Regions from separate parts of the Danio rerio genome. Here region 1 is linked to region 2. A link is a contact called in public Micro-C data. All regions are on one chromosome and are shown on one strand. Each heading gives the region's core, a stretch centred on a gene start, on an enhancer-like site or on the middle of the called end of the contact. The rest is flanking DNA. Distances are from core to core; before and after follow the strand shown.

Evidence for each region. A called contact is a pair of places that touch in the nucleus more often than the background predicts.
Region 1: a contact with region 2 is called in a Micro-C map of caudal fin, with 5 times the contacts expected there. The contact joins the enhancer-like site here to the promoter of ptgfrna in region 2. A contact is called at or near these places in 4 of 18 Hi-C or Micro-C datasets (caudal fin, fibroblasts, hematopoietic stem cells and 1 more) and 1 of 4 datasets of contacts at active chromatin or transcription factors (caudal fin).

Annotation. Positions count from the first base shown.
Region 1 is chr9:508,208-515,052 of GRCz12tu, forward strand. cd101 (CD101 molecule) reads left to right here. Exons shown (of 11, transcript XM_003199164.7): 11 at 1-1,370. LOC100537317 reads right to left here. Exons shown (of 5, transcript XR_012385080.1): 4 at 5,191-6,405; 5 at 4,130-5,037. Among named protein-coding and RNA genes, the nearest start is that of sacs2, 9.3 kb to the right of the region's middle. Within about 2 kb of position 2,039, at least 9 of the 62 cell types and tissues checked have an H3K27ac peak or open chromatin away from gene starts, as enhancers often do. A contact at or near this core is called in caudal fin, where this site is marked.
Region 2 is chr9:445,211-451,109 of GRCz12tu, forward strand. ptgfrna (prostaglandin F2 receptor inhibitor a) reads left to right here and starts at 4,580. Exons shown (of 8, transcript XM_009304396.5): 1 at 4,580-4,843. The coding sequence starts at 4,798.

The DNA.
Region 1 (6,845 bases), core at 789-3,288, 60 kb after region 2:
AAAGTTGAATTTTTAAAGTTGTGTTTCAAGAGTTCACACTCAGCTGATGATTGATTATAAAGCGTGTTTTGCATGCTGTCCTGGGAGAGAGCCCTGAGCTCATGAGATCCTCGAGCCCTGGGCTCCCTCCTGTTTGCAAGGCGAGAGTGGAGTTTGAGCTCAGGCAGATCTGGAGAACTGATGAAGTGATCGCTCTCAAGAGATGACTACTGACTAGCAGCATGTCTATGATGCTGATTTAGATTAGTCAATTAACTTAAGCTGTGTTTTTTGACGGTGATAGGAAACCGAGGAACCCTGGGGAAACCCACGTGACCAAGGGGAGAAGCATATTGTACAAATGAATATGAATTAGCCACTGAATCAGAAAGGCACACAGTGCTGTGAGACTGAGTCGGCACTGATTCATACTCTAAGCAAACATTAGTTCGCTGTAAATAGCACACAGGTGGTGTTGCAGTGTTAAATCTTTCTCTCTAAATACATTACGCATATGAGCTTGTTATTTTTTATTTGATTTATGTCTTATTTTTCTACATTGTGAAGTGTGAAATGCAACCCAGGCTCATCCTGGAAACGTAGCCCCGTGGACGTTTCTGGAGACAACAAAACAGGTAATATTTACGGGAGGTAAATATTTGTGCAGTTTTTTGTTTTCCATCATCGTTGTCATTTGCACCCGCGCTGTTTTCGCTTAAAAAGCCGCTATCGAGCGACCCAGCCACCCTCCTCCTCCTTCTTCCCTAAACCCAAGCGACGATTTACAAAAGGCGCCCAGAAAAAGCAAAGCCCTCGTCCAATTTTGACCTTGTTTTTGGATTTCACAGTATTCTCTTCTGGTTATGAACTTGTTCACTTTATTTTTTTTGGATTCTGTTTTTTGTCTTACCTGACAAGCCGCGGCCGCCTCCTTCTCCGGGTCTCCGCTCAGCCGACGTAACACGACAAGCTAACCAGACAAACTGGATGCGGCGGAAAAGCCCTCCACACGGAGGAGGTAAGCCCTCTACCGGCGAGCGTAAGAGTTATTTCCCTTGAAATACCGAAATGCAGCCATACGTAACTCCGGCCACATAAATGGCAGTCTCCAGAAACGTCTGCAGGGCTACCTTTCCAGAATGAGCTTGGGTTGGTGAAATGCATTAGTGATGGCAGACATATGAGAAGCATTTCCTCTCTTATTAAAGCATGTATTTTACTGATGAATGATAGTGTCAGTTGACTTTATTTCTCTCTGCTGTCCACAGACATGTTTGCGCTTGATTAAATGATTGTTTACAGCTGTATCATATAATAACATTCAGAATGTGATTCTGCAGTTTATAAACTCATTCAGATGCTTTATTTTCCATTAAAGTGAATGAAATTGATAGTCCATGTCTCTCTTTACGCTAGCTTCACCTATTCTGCCTCTTTTTTACATGCTGCGTCTCTGCTGTGTCTAGAGTGTGTGTGTGTGTGTTTGAGTTGATAATATCACACAGGTAGTGTTCTCCAGCTCTCTGAAACTGACCCTTTCAGGCTTTGATCCTAATTGGGGTGTTTTGGTGACTGTCGCTTTAAATGCAAATGAGATTGTGCTCTATTCAGAAGAGGGCGGAGCTACAGACGGATGTAAAACAGCAGTGTGTGTGTTGTGAGTGCTGGTCAGGTGTGTGTGTGCGCTTCAGTGTGAGTGTGTGTTGATGCTTCTGTCAGTCTATGTCGCTCCTGTCGCTGTTCATCTAAAGCTCCACATCTATAATGCTCTTAGTCTATGCTGACATCATCTTCAGCAGCTCAAACACTCTAATGGCTAATGGACAGACGGCTGCTTCTCACTCAGGCCTGCTGGACATGCTAATGAGATGGAGAGATGGGCACTAGTGGGCGGAGCTTTCCCCCTCTGATGACACGTACAAAGTGAGAATGTCAATCAAAGTGTTTCACTCATCAAGTCTATTATAAAAAATGAATACTGGATGTATTGACACACTGCTGACTGAATTTTGCATAATAGGCGCCTTTAAGGGTAACAGCACAGCAGCTGCGGTCACTGACTCATGCTGATAGTCATTTCCATGGTAGACAGGAAGATCAGACGATGAGCAGATCTGCTCAACAATCCTCATTCAGCGCTTGTGGCTTTTTTTATTGCTCAAGTGTGTTGAGCAGACCGCGCAATCAGAGGAAACGCATTTCATTGCATAAACACATTGCATGACTGTCTGACACTATTAACCACTAGTCTAGACCCTGAAGATGCAGATAGTCTAGTGTAAGTTATACAGGAAAGCTTCAATAGGGTTTATTATATATCTGCCTTTATATGTGTGCTTTGTATGTGATGACATTTTGTTGACACTTCAGTTTGTCATGAAATGTTCTGACCAATCAAATGCGCTCTAGTGGCTGACATGCCCTGCCCCCTTCTTCTCATTGGCTGTTCATTTGATCCACTTGAGCTCAAACACTCTCATTGGCAAAGCTGTGAGACTGTTTTTTTTTTTAAGGGGAGGAGCTACTCTATGCCCCACCCTCTCCATGTTTTAGTGGAGATTACGTCAAACATTTAATAAAAAAATGTGCATTTCAAAGCATTTCACGGGAACTATTCTATTTCTGATCATCAAAAAATAGCATTTAATTAAGTTTAATTACATGATAAAAACGTATAGTGTTTTGAAACTGTGCTACAGTAAAGTGTGTTGTACACTTAATTAATGAATGCTCCACCACTCTGTAATATTAACTATAATGAACTGATAAACACTGTACTATACTTTAGTTTTTACTACAGTAAACTGTGGTGTAGTGTAGTATAATATACACTAGAGTTTATCTAAACTACAGTATTGGCTCATTTGATTATATTGCTGTAGTTTTGTTACCATAGCAACTGTAGAATCACAACAACAGATTGATTGTATTTGTTTTGTTACCATAGTAACCATGGAATGACCGCAACAAATGAATTTTTATAGTTGCTGAGTTACCATAGCAACTGTACAATCGCCACAACATATTAATTGCTATAGTTGTTGTGTTACCATAGCAACTGTAGAATCACCGCAACAGATTAAATACTGTAAAATGTAGTATTGCCTTAGTAACTATGGAATGACCAAAACAGATTAATTTCTATAGTTGTTGTGTTACCATAGCAACTGTAGAATCACCACAACAGATTGTATACTACTACAGTATGGCTCCAAAACATTACAGTATTGGGTATATTACTATATTACTATGGTATATTTTTATGTTGGTTAATACTGTACAGTAATTTAAAGCTTCACCAAACAGTACAAACTTGAATACAATTTGAAGACATTTTAGATTTTTGGGAGATAATTTTAATTTAAAGAGTGCTAATTTCTGCTACTTTTTTTGGTTTATGATTTCAGTCTATTTTTTGTATTACTATATATTACTATCACACCTAAATAAAGTTGCAACATCTATATTCACTTATATGGTGGGGAAAAAAACTAAATAAAGTTGTAATAACTATATATTTACTAATATGCTGGAAAGAAACTGCAGATTATTTTCAGTCGCACAAGTTATTTTTGTAGCTTTTCTGCATTTCCCCGCTTACATTTTTGTTGAAATGCTCTCTGCTGAGTTTAGTGTGCAGAGAAGGCATTTAGAAATCGTATTTGCTTTTCACAAAAATGCTTCTGTCAGATTTTGCTTCATCTTGCATTTGTATTGTGTGTGTGGATTGATGTCGCCCTCTTGTGGTGAAAGTGGCTCCCACAGCAAGATTGTCCATTCATTCATGCAAAACCGGTGTCGATTTGTTTAAACATGTCAGATTGTCCTACCTCCCATGTAAAAAGTAGGCAACTCATTTGGATGACACAATGTATGTACCCATCAGATTTGGCTATCAGTGTATGTTAACGTGGAGTAATGTGATATGAAGCTGTAATATAGCTTTCCTACCTAATTCATAACCCCAACCACAGAACCATTCCAATAGTGTTGAAGCATCATCTGATGGGAACGAAAGAATGTCAGGACACCGGAGCAGTTTAAATCAAACATGATACTCACAAACCATCACAAAGCTGACAAATATCAGCAAAACATGCATAGTATTAAAAACAAAGGTTTTTTTAAAAAAATCTTCTATGTTAAATACTTTAATTTCAATTAATTTATTTCACAACAAGAAGAAACAAGACAAAATCTCTTCTTGATTTAAGAATGTTAGACTAGAAACAAGACCAACAATACAAATTCATTCATTCATTTTCAGCTTAGTCCCTTTATTAATCCGGGTTCGCCACAGGGGAATGAACCGCCAACAAACTCTTATTTGTAAAGTAGAAAAAGCATCTGAAGGGCAGTTTGCTATTTTCTCATTACACTCTCTGCTGATGCAGGTTATCTTTGGCTACTGATGCAGTTTTATTTGATTCTTAATTTCCCTTACATGCATGTTAATGAAATCATATTGTGTTTAACAACAGTTGTTTGTCAGTTTATGCACTTTAAAAAGTGTTTAATTTATTTTTTATTAAAAAAAATGTGATACGTGATTTTTTTTATTTGCTTGTGTTGTGCTCTTGGGGTGGTTCGGTGGCACAGTGGTTAGCACTGTCACCTCACAGCACTGGTTCAAGCCTTTGTTGGGTCAGTTGGCGTTTCTGTGTGGAGTTTGCATGTTCTCCCAGTGTTGACGTGGGTTTCCTCAAGGTGCTCCGGTTTCCCCCACAGTCATCACCACCTGACACTAGATAGCGCTTCATGAACTTGCAGTTCATGATTATAAAGGTTTAACGACAGTCTTATGAACACAGTTCAAATAGAGTCTTAACAATGCTATCGTAACGTTTGTTCCGCATTCATACCAAAGTGTTTTTTTGAGCAGACTGAACGTGCAAAATCACCACCTGACACTAGATGGTGCTTAATGAACTAGCAAGTCATGATTATAAAGGCTTAACGACAGCCTTACGAGCACTTCAAATACAATGCTATCGTAACGTTTTTCCGCATTCATACCAAAGCGATTTTTTGAGCAGACTGAACGTGCAAAATCACCACCTGACACTAGATAGTGCTTTATGAACTTGCAAGTCATGATTATAAAGGCTTAATGACAGTCGTATGAACCCTTGAAGTGCAGTGTTGCATAACGTTTTTCTGCATTCACACCAAGGCGATTTTGTGAGCAGACTGAACATGCAAAATCAACACCTGACACTAGATAGTGCTATATGAACTTGTAAGTCATGATTATAAAGGTTTAACGACAGTCTTATGAACACCCCTTTAAATACAGTCTTAACAATGCTATCATAATGTTTTTTTTTTCACATTCATACCAAAGCAATTTTTTGAGCAGACTGAATGCGGAAAATCACCACCTGACACTAGATGGTGCTTCATGAACTTGCAAATCATGATTATAAAGGCTTAATGACAGCCTTATGAACCCCTTGAAGTGCAGTGTTATCATAACGTTTTTTCGCATTCATGCCAAAGCGTTTTTTTGAGCAGACTGAATGCGCAAAACCAACACCTGACACGACATAGTGCTTAATGAACTTGCAGGTCATGATTATAAAGGTTTAACGACAGTCTTATGAACACCCCTTCAAATACAGTCTTAACGTTTCCTGCATTCATACCAAAGCGATTCTTTGCAAGTAGGTATCGCTGGAGCCCGGAGACCTCCAAGTGGGAGGGACTTAAGCCACAAGTAGGTTGGGTTTAAGTGGTGTAGGTGGAGAGTAGACATTAATAAAACACATCAGGTTACTGTGAGGTTGGGTTTAGGGTTAGGTGTAGACATTCATAAAGCACAATATTGAACTCTAAATACGACTAAATAAATAAAATAAAAACCACACCAGGTTTGCACAGCCCACTTGGAGCTCGAAGACTAACCCACTTGGAGCTGGCTCCAACCTCCGTTTATACCCTTTGAGCAGACTGAACGCGCAATATCACCACCTGACACTAGATGGCATTTAATGTACTTGCAAGTCATGATCATAAAGGTTTAATGACAGTCTTATGAACACCCCTTGAAGGGAAGTGTTACTGTAGCGTTACTCCGCAGTGCTCTTGACTCTGGCTCTGGTTTTGGAGCGCGTGTTGACCTCTGAAGTGCTCTGTGTTTGGGACGCAGCCGAATGCAGCTCATACAGAGGATCATGCGAATCCTCCTCCTCCTCCTTCTTCACACACTGATGTGCGTCCCGCTGGTGTTTGCGGCAGTGTTTCTCGAAGGTGGACATTTTCACAAACGTCTGGTTGCACACTTTGCAGTGGAAGAGCTGCTGTCCGTTGAGTAAGTGCGGGTGTGAGGATTGAGTGAAGGCCACGGAGCAAACGCTGCAGCACAGAGGCGCTTCTGTTAATGCAGACTGGTGGCTCTTCTCATGGTGTTTCAGTATGGAGAGAGACCTGCAGAGAGAGTATTATACTGTCATAATAACATTTGTTCTCTTTCGGTAAGTTTTTAGGAATTACACAGTCTTTTTTATTATTTCAAACAACTAAAATGTCAATAAAAGTCACTTTTCAGTGTAGAGTTGAATTCTCAACTTCAGAAGTGGACAGAGCAGAGATCAACATCCCATAATGCAGTTCACCACCGCAAATAAACACGCTAAATGCGAAAAATGTTCAGATAATGTTTACAATGTGGTTAAACTCTGCAGTGATTTAAATCTCATGTGTTCTGAACTGCGGTGTCTGGTCAATTCTGCCATAATACAGAGTCACACATTATGAATTTGATGCGGAAACAGTAATATACCAAAGCAGACTGAACGCGCAAAATCACCACCTGACACTAGATAGTGCTTAATGAACTTGCAAGTCATGATTATAAAGGTTTAATG
Region 2 (5,899 bases), core at 3,330-5,829:
TGCATGATCATAGATCAATCATTTTTACAGTGTAGGAAATTAAAAATAATAATTAAAAGGCAAAGGCTGTGAGTGATAGCATGTTGTTTTTGCAGATTTGGTGTGTGGTTCTGCTCTTTGAGCGTTTGGGACAGAGGCGGACGGGCTATAGGGAGCACAGGCACATTTCCCAGTGGCCTGATGGTCAATCTGGCCTGCCACCCTAACTCCCATAGCCACCCCCCACCCCCTTTCACCTACCGATGGACCACCAAGCCCCCTTCACTTACCATTTGCAAACCCCCGATTAACCCCCCCTCCATGCTCTTTAACTACCAATGTCCCTCCCCTCCTCCCCGCTCTTCACTTACCGATTATCACTACCACCCCCTCAACCCCTCCCCCCACCCAACCCCAGTCTTCACTTTCTTGATTGCATCAGATGCTGCTTGAGTAATACTAACTTCTCCCAGGTGAAAATGCTGTGTCCCAGTACACCACTGGTTTTCGGAGATTAGGTGACATAATAAAAACATTTAGCGTAAACTATTAAGGTGACATACGATGCATTTATTCAATGAGTTCTCTGATATCTACACAGTAGAAGGTTTAGATAAGTTAAATATATAAAAAGTTCTAAGAAATGGTCGTTAATGCTCAGGAAAAACCCCAGGAGCAATTACAGCTAGAATGAAAAAGCTCAGGTTTGACCATATTTGGAAGGGTCATGAATATTAATGAGCTCTGCTTTGGGTATAACACAAATGAAAGCAAAGGCAGGATTTAATATCAACCTCAAACAGATATGTTTATTAAAATGTATTACTGTTCTTTCAGTGAATTAAACACTGAGCTGTTTACTTGTGTTTGTTGCTTCATTACAAACATGTGACAGAACAAAGGACACAATAACACGGACCTTATACCATTCATTCGCTTTCTTTTCAGCTTAGACCCATTATTAATCAGAGGTCGAACCGACAACTTATCCAGCATATGTTTGGACAGCGGATACCCTTCCAGCTGCATACCAGTACAGGGAAACTCCCATTCACATTCATTCACACACACTCATACACTACAGCCAATGTAGTTCATCAGTTCCCCTATAGAGCATGTGCTTGGACAGGAAACGGAGCACCAGAGGAAACGCATGCAAGCGCAGGGAGAACATGCAAACTCCACACAGAAACACCAACTGACCCAGCCGGGGCTTGAACCAGAGAACTTCTTGCTGTGAGGTGATTGTGTTACCCACACGCCCAGACTTTAAACCTCTGAATTAATTTATAATATGCATATTCTACATTTTGCATTCTGATGAGCTGTAAACCGATGATACACACAGCTCTGTTAGTGTTTGTCGAGCCTCTCGTGTTTTCAAAATAAAAGTCCCGCATGCATAGTAAGTTTAATACACAGTTAAACTTAGAAATAAGAAGGAAAAACAATCACAGTCATAATCTCACTAGGAAATGTCGTAGCCAATCAAACGCAGCGTGGGTGTGCATATTAATGAGCCCATGTGCGATGGACAGTCTGTGCTTTGCTCTGATTGTTTGAGATATTCATGAGAACATCATCACCATAATAATGATCACAAACAGCACAAACAGCAGTAATAATAATCCTAGAAATAATAAAACTAAAGGTGATGATAATGAAGGCATTGTGTGACTGGCCTGCTGTATACTCATATGTGCTGCACTCTTATTATTCCTGGTATGGTATATTTATTTTCGCTGTATGGCACTAGTTTTAATGAATAATTTCTGAAATGAATGTGAATATTTGACAGCATGATGAGTTTATCTGACAGCCCACTGTCACGTCACTGTTTGCATATGGTAATGAGCTGTAATATATCCACAGAGAGTCACACACGCGCACAAACACACACACACACACACACACACACACCTGTATTGTTGTGTAGGCACGTCTGCAGGGTGTGTCGTGTTTGTTCTTGAAGTACTTATACTGGGAGGAGTTGATCACAATACAGCACAGCTGGAGGAGTTTAACTGTATCTTAACGTGTGTGTGTGTGTGTGTGTGTGTGTGTGTGTGTGTGTGCATGTGTGTGTATGTGTTCATGCATGTTTGTGTAGTGTACGTGTGTGTGTTTGCATGTGAGTGTGTGTATGTGTTTATTGTATATTTGTGTGTAATGTAAGTGTGCACTTTTTATATGCGTCTATGTATGTGTGTGTGTGTTTTCTGTAATTGAGTGTATATTCATGTAAATGTGTATCTGTGTATATGTATATATTTGTGTGTGTGTGTGTTTGCGTGTTTGTGTCTTAATTTGTGTGTGTACACGGATGCATATGTGTGTGTGTGTGTGTGTGTGCATGTGCGTGTGTGTTTGTGTGTGCGTGTGTCGCAGTCGGTCTCTGCAGTGTGACTCAGTTTCCACCATATGCTCTGCTGTAACGAGTATTAATAGTCACTCATGCAGTGACTTGAACACAAATGTTGCTCAGTGTGCTTAACACAAAGGTAAACAGCGACCTTTGACCCCTATCCAACAGCCAGGTCACCACCCGACCTCTGCACACACACACACACACACACACACACGCGCTTGTTCAATCACACTGACACAAACAAACATGTTGTTTTATGCAGTGGATGCTCTCCAGCTGTAACCCAGTGCTGGGAAACACCCCCACACACACAAACACACACACGCACACACACACTCATACACTACGGCCAGTGTAGTTGATCAGTTCCCCTATAGCACATGTGTTTGGACTGTGGGGGAAACCAGAGGAAACTCACGCCAACTTGGGGAGAACATGCAAACTCCACACAGAAACACCAAGTGACCCAGCCAAGGCTAGAACCAATGAACTTCTTGCTGTGAGGACACATGCTAACCACTGAGCCACCGTGCCACCTTGGTAAAAATCTGTATATTCCACCGCACAGGAGAAGAGAGAGGGAAGGTTCTGGAAAATACCACACATACTGACACACACACACACACACACACACACTGAGGAATTGAAAAGTCAGGTGATGCAGATGAGTCACTATGAGAAAAGTACCTGCTCACTATAAACACAAGCTGCAGTACAGGAACAAAGGGAACAGAGAGTAGCCGGTGTTCAATATCACTCCAGCACTGTTACTCCAGCAGATACAGTACAGTTCCCCTAATGTCCCCATTTGGTTCTCTCTGTATGTTAGTGTGTGTCTGCATGCTTGTGTATTTGTGTACGTGTGTTAGTAAGTGTGTTTGTGCATGTCTGTATGATTGTGTATTTGTCTGTGTGTGTTTGTATGCGTGAGTCAGCATTTGTGTGTGTGTGCAGGTGGGTGGGTGTGTCTGTTTGTGTATGTCAGAGTGTGTGTCGATATATATGTATGTTTGTTTGTGTGTGTATGCACGTGTAAGTGTGTGTTTGTGTATGACAGTGCGATTGTGTATTGGTGTATGTTTGTATGCGTGTTTGTGTGTGTGTCAGTCTGTGTGTGTCTGTGTTTATGCATGTGTGTCAGTATGTATGTGTGTGTCAGTATTTGTGTATTTGTGTGTGTGCAGGTGGGTGGGTGTGCCTGAGTGTTTATGTCAGAATGTGTATGTCAGTATATTTGTATGTGTGTTTGTGTGTCATGTTTGTTTGTGCATGTGTGTTAATATGTGTATGCATGTTTGTTTATGTGTCAGTATGAATGTGTGTCATTATGTGTGTATGCATGTTTGTGTGCGCGTTTGTATATTTATATGTGTGTTTGTGTCAGTCTCAGTGTGTGTGTTTGTGTGTGTTAGCAGCTATCCTACAATGACTTCCTCTAAAGATGAAAGGACAGATAGGCTAATGAGGACGATTTTTTTGGCCATAAATGATTAATTCTGCGCCGTTCTGGGAGCATGTGCGGATAGGAATGTGTGTGCGTGTGTGTGTGTGTGTGTGTGTGTGTGTGTGTGTGTGTGTGTTCGGGTCTCTCCGGACTGCTGCAGTTATTCTGGGAGATAATTAGCGCTGGAGTTTCACTGCTGCACCGTCACGACTCTGCGCTAATCGGTACCGGAGCCGGTTCTTCACCTGCGGCGAGCAGCAGGGCCGCGTCCCGCCCTCATCCAACAGCGAACACACACTGTGTAGATATCACAGAACACACATACATAGATATTAGAACACAACTATCCTTATAGGGACTTCCTATACACGCAATAACAGACGTTTTCCTCACAGAGAGCAACAAGCTTACCCACAAGGTCAAATTTACTGGTTTTGCTATACTTATGGGGACATTTGGTTACCAGGATGTAAGAAATACAAGGCACACACACACACACTTGTATAGCTTTCCTTATGGGGACTTTCCATAGACGTAATGGTTGTTGTATTGCACAGACTGTATAGGCTATATGTTATTTCCTCTCCCATAAACTCAACCCTCACCGCAAATAATCTGAACTTTTACACCTTCATAGTAGTTAGTTCTGTCTGATTTATAAGCCCTTTTCCTCATGGAGAACAACAATTTTCCTCACAAGGTTAAATTATCTGGTTTTGCTATACTTGTGGGGACATTTGATAAGGAATACAAGCTACACACACACACACACTTCCGGACACGACTATGCCAGTCCAGTCCAGCCTTGTGAGCGAGTGTGTGTGAGTTTTTGAGGCAGCAGGCGCAGATCCTCCGCCATTCACACACACACTGAAGGACTAAACGCGGATCTCCAAACTTCATTCAGCTTTAGCACCGACGGGCTCCGGTTTCCGCGCTCAGCGGAGGATTTCACGCTCCCGCTCCCGGTCTGAAACACAAAAGCGTCCCGTGGGAAAATCACGACATGGATGAAGCACTCCTGCGAGCTGTGCTCCTGTTTATCGGGCTCGGTAAGTGTGTGTGTTTGGCTCCAGAATCACCCGCTAATGTTATTTTAAGTAAGTTTGATTCATTTAACGCGCGTCAAAGTACACTCTGTGTGTTAATTAACGTTACAGGATACGACAAACACGTTAGATTGTATTGTTATTGTAAGCTCTTGTTTCGTGTTATTGTTTTATGTTGTTTTTTGTTTTCGTGTCGTGTTTGTTTTAATTCAAACTCAAATCAATTCGAAGTCACTTCACTGCTTTCAGTTCTGCTTCAGCTCTTTGATCTACTCTAATAAACTGAGAGTTTGTCGTAACTAAAAGTTGGATCAAATATGGACGAACCCAAACATTGGGTTAAAGGAGTCATTTAATTTAGATTTTACCAAGACAACTTTGCAACAACCTTTTCTTTTTAGAATTTAGCTTGAATATTTATTGTAAACTTCCCAGAGATGATGAATTTCATAATTTTGTTGAAACGACTTTTTGTTTTAATTCCATCTGAAATCAGTCCAAATTCAATTCATTCGAGAAAATTCAGTATTTATTCTTTCAGTTCTCCTTTAGCAATTTAAAAGTTGAGAGGGCATGTCCTAAGCCAAAGTTGGGTCAAATATGGAAAGTTTCATTTAATTTTGATTAAAACTGTCAGCCCAATGTTAGGTTATAACAACAAAATTTTTTATAGAGTTTAGCAAATATATATTGCATCTGTATTGTAAACTCTTGATAGAGTTGTTTAATGTTCTGACTTTTAATAGAAATGAGCTTTAGTTTTTAATCAATTTATAAATAATCCAAATTCTTTTCACTTCAAGTTGTGAGTTTTCAGTTCGACTTTAGCAAAATATTCTACACTCTGAAAATTCAAAAGGTTGTTGTAACCTGAAGTTGGGTCAAATGTGATCAACTCAATTGGGTTAAAAACTGAACATTTTAACCAAACTTTGGTAATTACTGCCCAATTTATTTATTTATTTATTTATTTAGACTTTTCTCTGCTAGACATTGAATCTTCATTATAAACTTCTGCCAGAGCCATTTTATTTTATAATTTCATAATAAAAACGTTTT